2 separate regions of the Mus musculus genome follow, and region 2 is linked to region 1. The links are chromatin contacts, called in public promoter capture Hi-C maps. All regions are on one chromosome and are shown on one strand. Each heading gives the region's core, a stretch centred on a gene start, on an enhancer-like site or on the middle of the called end of the contact. The rest is flanking DNA. Distances are from core to core; before and after follow the strand shown.

Region 1 (3,111 bases), core at 251-2,750:
ATGAGTCCCTGCAAAAAAACGAGCATGTTGACATTATAGGGTCCTAAAATATTAAGGATTGGTTCTCCTAAACCAAATGTCAGAGGGCTAGCTCTTTCTAAGGCTCTGTGGAGGAGCTGCCCCAGGCTTCCCAGGGCATCTTGGGTATCCGTTAGTGTGCCACGGCATTGTCCAGACCGTGCCCTCCATTCCCTCATGGTCTCTTATCTAATGATGACCTCCCTCAGGGCCTCTATCTTATGGCCTGTCTCCTCATGGTCTTTCTCATAATCTTTCTCTGATGATCTAAATCTCCATGTGGCCTCCATTTTCTTAGGACCTCTGCTTCATGACATCTCTCTTGCCATATCTCTGTTCCTTCATCTTCTCCAGCTCCTCCTCACCCCCAGCTCCTCCTCATCCCCAGCTCCTCCTCACCCCCAGCTCCTCCTCATCCCCAGCTCCTCCTCACCCCCAGCTCCTCCTCACCCCCAGCTCCTCCTCACCCCCAGCTCCTCCTCACCCCCAGCTCCTCCTCACCCCCAGCTCCTCCTCACCCCCAGCTCCTCCTCACCCCCAGCTCCTCCTCACCCCAGCTCCTCCTCATCCCCAGCTCCTCCTCACCCCCAGCTCCTCCTCACCCCAGCTCCTCCTCATCCCCAGCTCCTCCTCACCCCCAGCTCCTCCTCACCCCCAGCTCCTCCTCACCCCAGCTCCTCCTCACCCCCAGCTCCTCCTCATCCCCAACTCCACCTCACCCCCAGCTCCTCCTCCTCCATCTCTCTCTCCTCATGGCCTCCACTTCCTTAGGCCTCCTCCATATCCACATTTCCCCTCTTAGAAGACCCTAATAATCTAATTTTATTACCACTACCACCACCATTTTATATTTTGTTTTCTTCAAGGTGGGGTTTCTCTGTGCAGCCCTGGCTGTCCTGAAACTTGCTCTGTAGACCAGGCTGGCCTCCAACTCCGTGATCCATCTGCCTCTGCCTCCTGAGTGCTGGGATGAAAGGCGTGTGCCACCAGAGCCTGGCTAAATAACTTTAGCCATATTTAGAGAAGGTCCCATTCACAGGGTTTGACATGAAGCCTCTAACAGGAATTCTGTGAGGGCACAGATGAGCCCATTCACGGGGGTAAGCTGAGGCATGAGGGGGGTGCACATCAAAGACATAATGGTTCACAGGAGAGACCTCAGCAGGGTCCCCATCTATATCTATGGCCAGTACCTGGATTGTCCCATCTGCTGGGTCCCAACTGCTAGGTCCCCTCTGCTGCCTGGTACCCTTTATTCCTGGCATCTGTGGGCAGGACAATGGATATTTCACAGGACAGGTGCTGCTAAGAACGCCCTTGGTGCTGGGTTGTGTTCTTAATTTTAGTTTCTCAGGAGCCACCGGAGCCCCTAGGTTGTATAGATCTATTGCTGAGATTCACCAGATGGCATAACAGCACTCCACAGCTGACTCGGGCCAAGCCCTAGCTCTGTGGCAGGGCCAGCATTTCCTGAAGGGAAAGCATCCCCCAGCACGTCATTGGCTCCCTCGATTTTAAACTCTGCTCTCGGCTTCCTTAAGACCTGTGCACTCATGTGTGCCCTGAGCTCCAGGCTCTGCTAACTTCCCTGACCAAGAAAGGAATTTGTGGAGTTGCCTTCAAACCATGGCATCTTTTTTGGTGCTTTAAAAAAAAAAAAAAAAAGTTCTTTTAGAATTTTCTGTCTTGTGTCATGCATCCCTGAACTTCCTGGTTTGAGCCGAATAGCAGAAGTTCTAAAATATTTCACATTAAGCATCTTTTGGTGTTTCTGACATGGCCCCAAACAGGAAGTTCCAGAGGTCTGTCACAGAAAGTCTATGTCCTGGCCTCTGTGAGTGCCCCAGGATTCCAGACAGTACCTGGGAGATACCATGGAACCTGTTTGAACCGAAAATGACATGAGAAACTGGATTTGTCTGCATTAAGGCTCTGAGTTAATTTGCTGTGCTACTGTAGTAAAAGAGCACACAGTGGGACCATAGCATTTATTGCACCCCTACTAAGCAGGGTGCCCAGGCCTCCTGCCCAGCTCTATACACATTGGGTGTGGCTTGCCTGCTCCGGTTTGCTCTTCTGAGATATTCACATGAGGCAAATAGGAAGCTAGAGATATGGGTATATTCAGGAAAGCTTGGTACTTCCTAAGGACACCATGCCCTGAGCCACCACTGACACGTTCCCAGGTGGCCATGGGATTCTCTCATATGAGCCTCAGTCCCAGGCAGGGTGACCCTTCAGAAGTCAGTAGAGGTGAGGGGTTCCTGGTGCACATGATAGGATTACAAAGGAAAAATAGGCCATGCACAAGGAAGTAGAAAGGAGGGGGCGAGTTAGATTGTCCAGGACTGATCCCTTAGGGGATCTGAGGTAAGCTAGAAGGGGAGGCAAGTTAGCAAGGGAAGCAGGCACCCCATCTTCATCCCACCCACAGATCTGGAGACAGTGAGACCTACCACAGGAAGTCCTGGAGGCCTCAGTGTTGCCTGCTGGATGCTGGTGACAGGGTCATTGGTGATAGATCATGGACAGGAAAACAAAGTGCTCCTGAGACCGGAAGTCGCTCTCCCAGTAGCCTTTGCATTGGGGTAGCAGGGTGCACACCTTTGGGAAGGCCAGCAGATGTAGCTTTGCTGGGGCACTAGATAGTGGTGTGCGGGGCCAAACCCTGTACTTTCAGGAGCCTTCCCTTGTTCCCGATCCCTCACCTGATCAAGAAGTTCCTAGGGAGGACTAAAACAGGACAGGTGCTACCTGACCACAGAGCAGGTGACAGGGAGACAGCCACAGTCACCACCCTATCTGGAGAGGAAGTTGATCTTTTCAAGGGATTCCCAGCCAGAGGCTGTTTTTATTGGGGACAAGAGTGAAAGACTAGTTCTTTATCAAATGAGTCACCAGAGAGAGAGAGAGAGAGAGAGAGAGAGAGAGAGAGAACAGCGAGTGAGCAGAGCACATGGACCAGATCTCCATATTAGGAAGGAATGTCTATTCCAGAGACACATGAGTGTCTTTGCACGATGTCAGACTTTGTCAAAAAAAAAAAAAAAAAATTGTGCAAACCAAATTGGCTTTATTAGCTGCAGTTTGCCA
Region 2 (3,111 bases), core at 332-2,831, 250 kb before region 1:
TTCACCCTGTCCTCTGGCTAGTCTTTCTGGAGATCAGTTCCTGAGCCCTCCCTGGGATCATCCTGGGACCCAGGATGAAGCTCACCCTGGTCAGCAGCCATAGCTGGTGCTGTCCCCAGTGCTGGCACTGCCGTGACTGAAGGACACCATATTGTCCCAGGAGTTTGCTCACAAGCCTTACTTTGTCCACAGCGGGGAGTGAGGCAGAATCCTCAAGTGCAGACCCAGGCCCAGGAAGGAAGAGGAAGAGGAACAGGAAAACGGATGAGAAGGCTGGCCAAGGGGGTCCTCCTGGGAAGAGGAGGAAGCCCGGGGCTAGGGCAAAGGGGGCTGGGGCCCAGCAACCCAAGAAGAGGATACAGTCATCACAGAGTGCAGAGTGAGGTGCACAGCCCAGGCTGGCACATGGTGGAATGGGGCAGGATACCTGGGCATGCTCCTGCAGCCTCTGAATGCCGAGGTTCTGAGCGTCCGTCCTATAGGGGAGGAGCAGGAGGAGGACGGAAGAAACTCTTGGTTTAGTCCCAGCCTTTAAGCATGATCCTGCCTCAGAGCCATGACCTGCATCTCAGAAAAACACTCAACATTTCACTTGTACATATGCTATGGCTGTGCCTGATCCTAGCCAGAGAGGCCAGAAGATCTGGAGACTGAGTCCAGCCTGGGTTGCAGAGTAAATCCCTGTCTCAGCTTCCCTCCACCATAGTCAGGAAAACAAAACCAAGTAACTGTGTGGTCACTGTCCCCTCCACCCTTGGCTGCCCACAAATAAACTGCGGGTCCTTACAGCACATGGCTGCTTCTCCCATTTTTGGATGTGTGTGTGTGTGTGTGTGTAGGGGTATAGCAGATGTCACTTCCTGGGTGAGGTGTGTATTTTCATCTTACTTTTGAGTTTATGTGCATCTGAGAACCCTTGCAATAGAGCCTGCCCGTGGGTTCATGCTCTGTGCTCCTATCTCAGACTTGCATTGTTGAGGGTTTTCAGGAGGTTCCTGAGACTGAAGTGACAGGGCCATGGCAGGAGAGCCTGGCTGTTGTCACCACCTCTCTTTGGGACACTGTACACAGCATTTATAGAGACCCCAGCTGGCAGCCTGAGCATGACCTGACTGGGCTCTTATTCTGAATAGAGCAGACTCAAGCCCTGCTGCTATGGGCTTGTCCCTTCCTTGGGGTCACTACTGGGGCATCCAGGGCTGCAGGAGGCCAGGTCATGGGAGGAAAGACAGTGCCTAAGCAGTCTCTGCCCCTGGACGCTGTGGTAGCCTAAGCACATCCCAGAGTGCACAGGAGACAGCATTGGGTGGTGTGGGTCACCATTCTGAGAGAGCTGCTTAGGACAGTCACTGGGTGTGACACCCTGGTTCTAATTGAGTGAGGCCCTGGGTTCTACGCCTGTTTCCCCTGGGGGAGACCTGCAGCCAGCACCACCATGTGAAGCACTTCTATGTCTGCAGTCTCTTTAGTAACTGCTTGACTCCAGACAAGAATCACCAAGTCCCTCAACATTGACTGTGGATCTTGACTGATGGAGATCAGGCAGTGCCATGCACCCCAGAGGATAACATTATCTGTGCGAAAGTGGCCATCTTCAATCCCGTGTTCACAGCTTTGAGAGCAGTCACAAGGCACATACCCACTGTCTCATTCGTGAGATAACAGGATATTCTCAGAACTGGGCAGCCGCCAGCAGTTACACATCTGTTACGCCTGGTGAGCCTGCTCCCTGGGTCGGCAGCCTCTGATCTGCGTCATGTCGGTGGGGGGTGGGGGTGGGGCTGCTCTGCACAGGCGCACTTGGGATTGTGCAGTGATGCATGGTCTTTGCATGTCACTGAGCTGTTCTCAGGGCTCAGGCCTCTTTACTGCTCTCGGGGGGTGGGGGGGAGACACCCAGGAGTGCAGCTGCCTGGGCAGCTGTTTGAAGAACCACCAGGCTTTTCTGCAACTCACCTGTTGCGGGTCTTCCGAATGACAGCCCCTGCTCCCAGTGTGAACCCTCGCCTGTCAGTCCGCGGCTTGGCCTCCGACATACAGCCCCAGACTATGGGGGTGAACCAGGCGACCCAGCAGTACCCCCTGTTCACAGTGTGGGAACTTGCCATGCCCTGTCCTGTTGGGTGTGGCAGTTCATGCGGATGCTCACCTGGCTACCTTGTTCTTTTCTGGGCAGTCCAGTTGATCTAAGGAGGTGATGGACCAGGAGAGGCTCTGCCTCTTTGACTGTGTGACCTCCATCAGAAAACAGGCCCCTCCCCAAGCCCATACACACATGAACAGACACATACACACATGAACACAAACACACATGAACACACACACACATGAACACACAGGAGAAAAGGAATTTCTTGGTACTGATGGGGAGGTGGGTTTCAGGACCCCCACAAACACTGAGCATCACCAACACTAAAATCCCTAACTAACACTAAAATCTCCAAACTATCTTCACAGAACCCCATAGAACTTCCTATGTACTTCATGTTCACTCTTGGTACAAGGCAAAAGTCTACACCAATGGCTGCCATGCTTTGTTAAAGGAAATAAGGGGTGAGGGGAGGCACATGCAAGTTCAGTGCAGACCATACTCAATGTGAAACTGTTGCTTTTGGACAGTTTGCATCTACAGGTATTTGAGTCCCCAAGTTGAGAGCCTGTAGTAGTTACAGAGAGGTGGACTGAATGTAATTTATTTTTAATATTTTTCCAACCTGGCGGTGGTGGTACATACTTTTAACTCCGGCACTCAAGAGGCAGAGGCAGGAGACTCTCGAGTTCGAGGCTAGTCGAACAAAACAACACACACACACACACACACACACACACACACCTTTCATTGCAATAGGGATGATGTCTGAAGGCCACAGAGCAAGCAAAAACCCAAGCTGGGGATATTATGGCTTGGATCAGCTCTGAAGGCTATCCTGGGGCCCTGAAGGTTTTCTCTTAAGATCACCAGGGGATCAAACAAGAAGACAAGAACAGCCCCACACACTCACACCACGCGGGGGGGGGGGATTGCCTGCTTTATTAAGAGCCTATTGAATTAAATGTCAAGCTCATCTATTTCTACGCTTTCTTAACTGCCCCACTGGTTTTGATGTGGGC

Evidence for each region. Promoter capture Hi-C pulls out the DNA fragments that hold promoters and counts their contacts.
Region 2: a promoter capture Hi-C map of embryonic stem cells shows a contact between it and region 1, with 2.5 times the contacts expected there. The contact joins two enhancer-like sites. A contact is called at or near these places in 2 of 39 promoter capture datasets (embryonic stem cells and pre-B cells) and 5 of 115 datasets of contacts at active chromatin or transcription factors (embryonic stem cells, fetal liver, large pre-B cells and 2 more).

The regions. Positions count from the first base shown.
Region 1 is chr10:78,147,945-78,151,055 of GRCm38.p6, reverse strand. No RefSeq gene overlaps it. Among named protein-coding and RNA genes, the nearest start is that of Gm47922, 11 kb to the right of the region's middle. Within about 2 kb of position 1,500, at least 95 of the 459 cell types and tissues checked have an H3K27ac peak or open chromatin away from gene starts, as enhancers often do. A contact at or near this core is called in pro-B cells, where this site is marked.
Region 2 is chr10:78,398,066-78,401,176 of GRCm38.p6, reverse strand. It overlaps Rrp1 (ribosomal RNA processing 1 homolog (S. cerevisiae)), which reads left to right. Exons shown (of 13, transcript NM_010925.2): 13 at 193-815. The coding sequence ends at 383. Among named protein-coding and RNA genes, the nearest start is that of Mir6907, 8.9 kb to the left of the region's middle. Within about 2 kb of position 1,581, at least 85 of the 459 cell types and tissues checked have an H3K27ac peak or open chromatin away from gene starts, as enhancers often do. A contact at or near this core is called in pro-B cells, where this site is marked.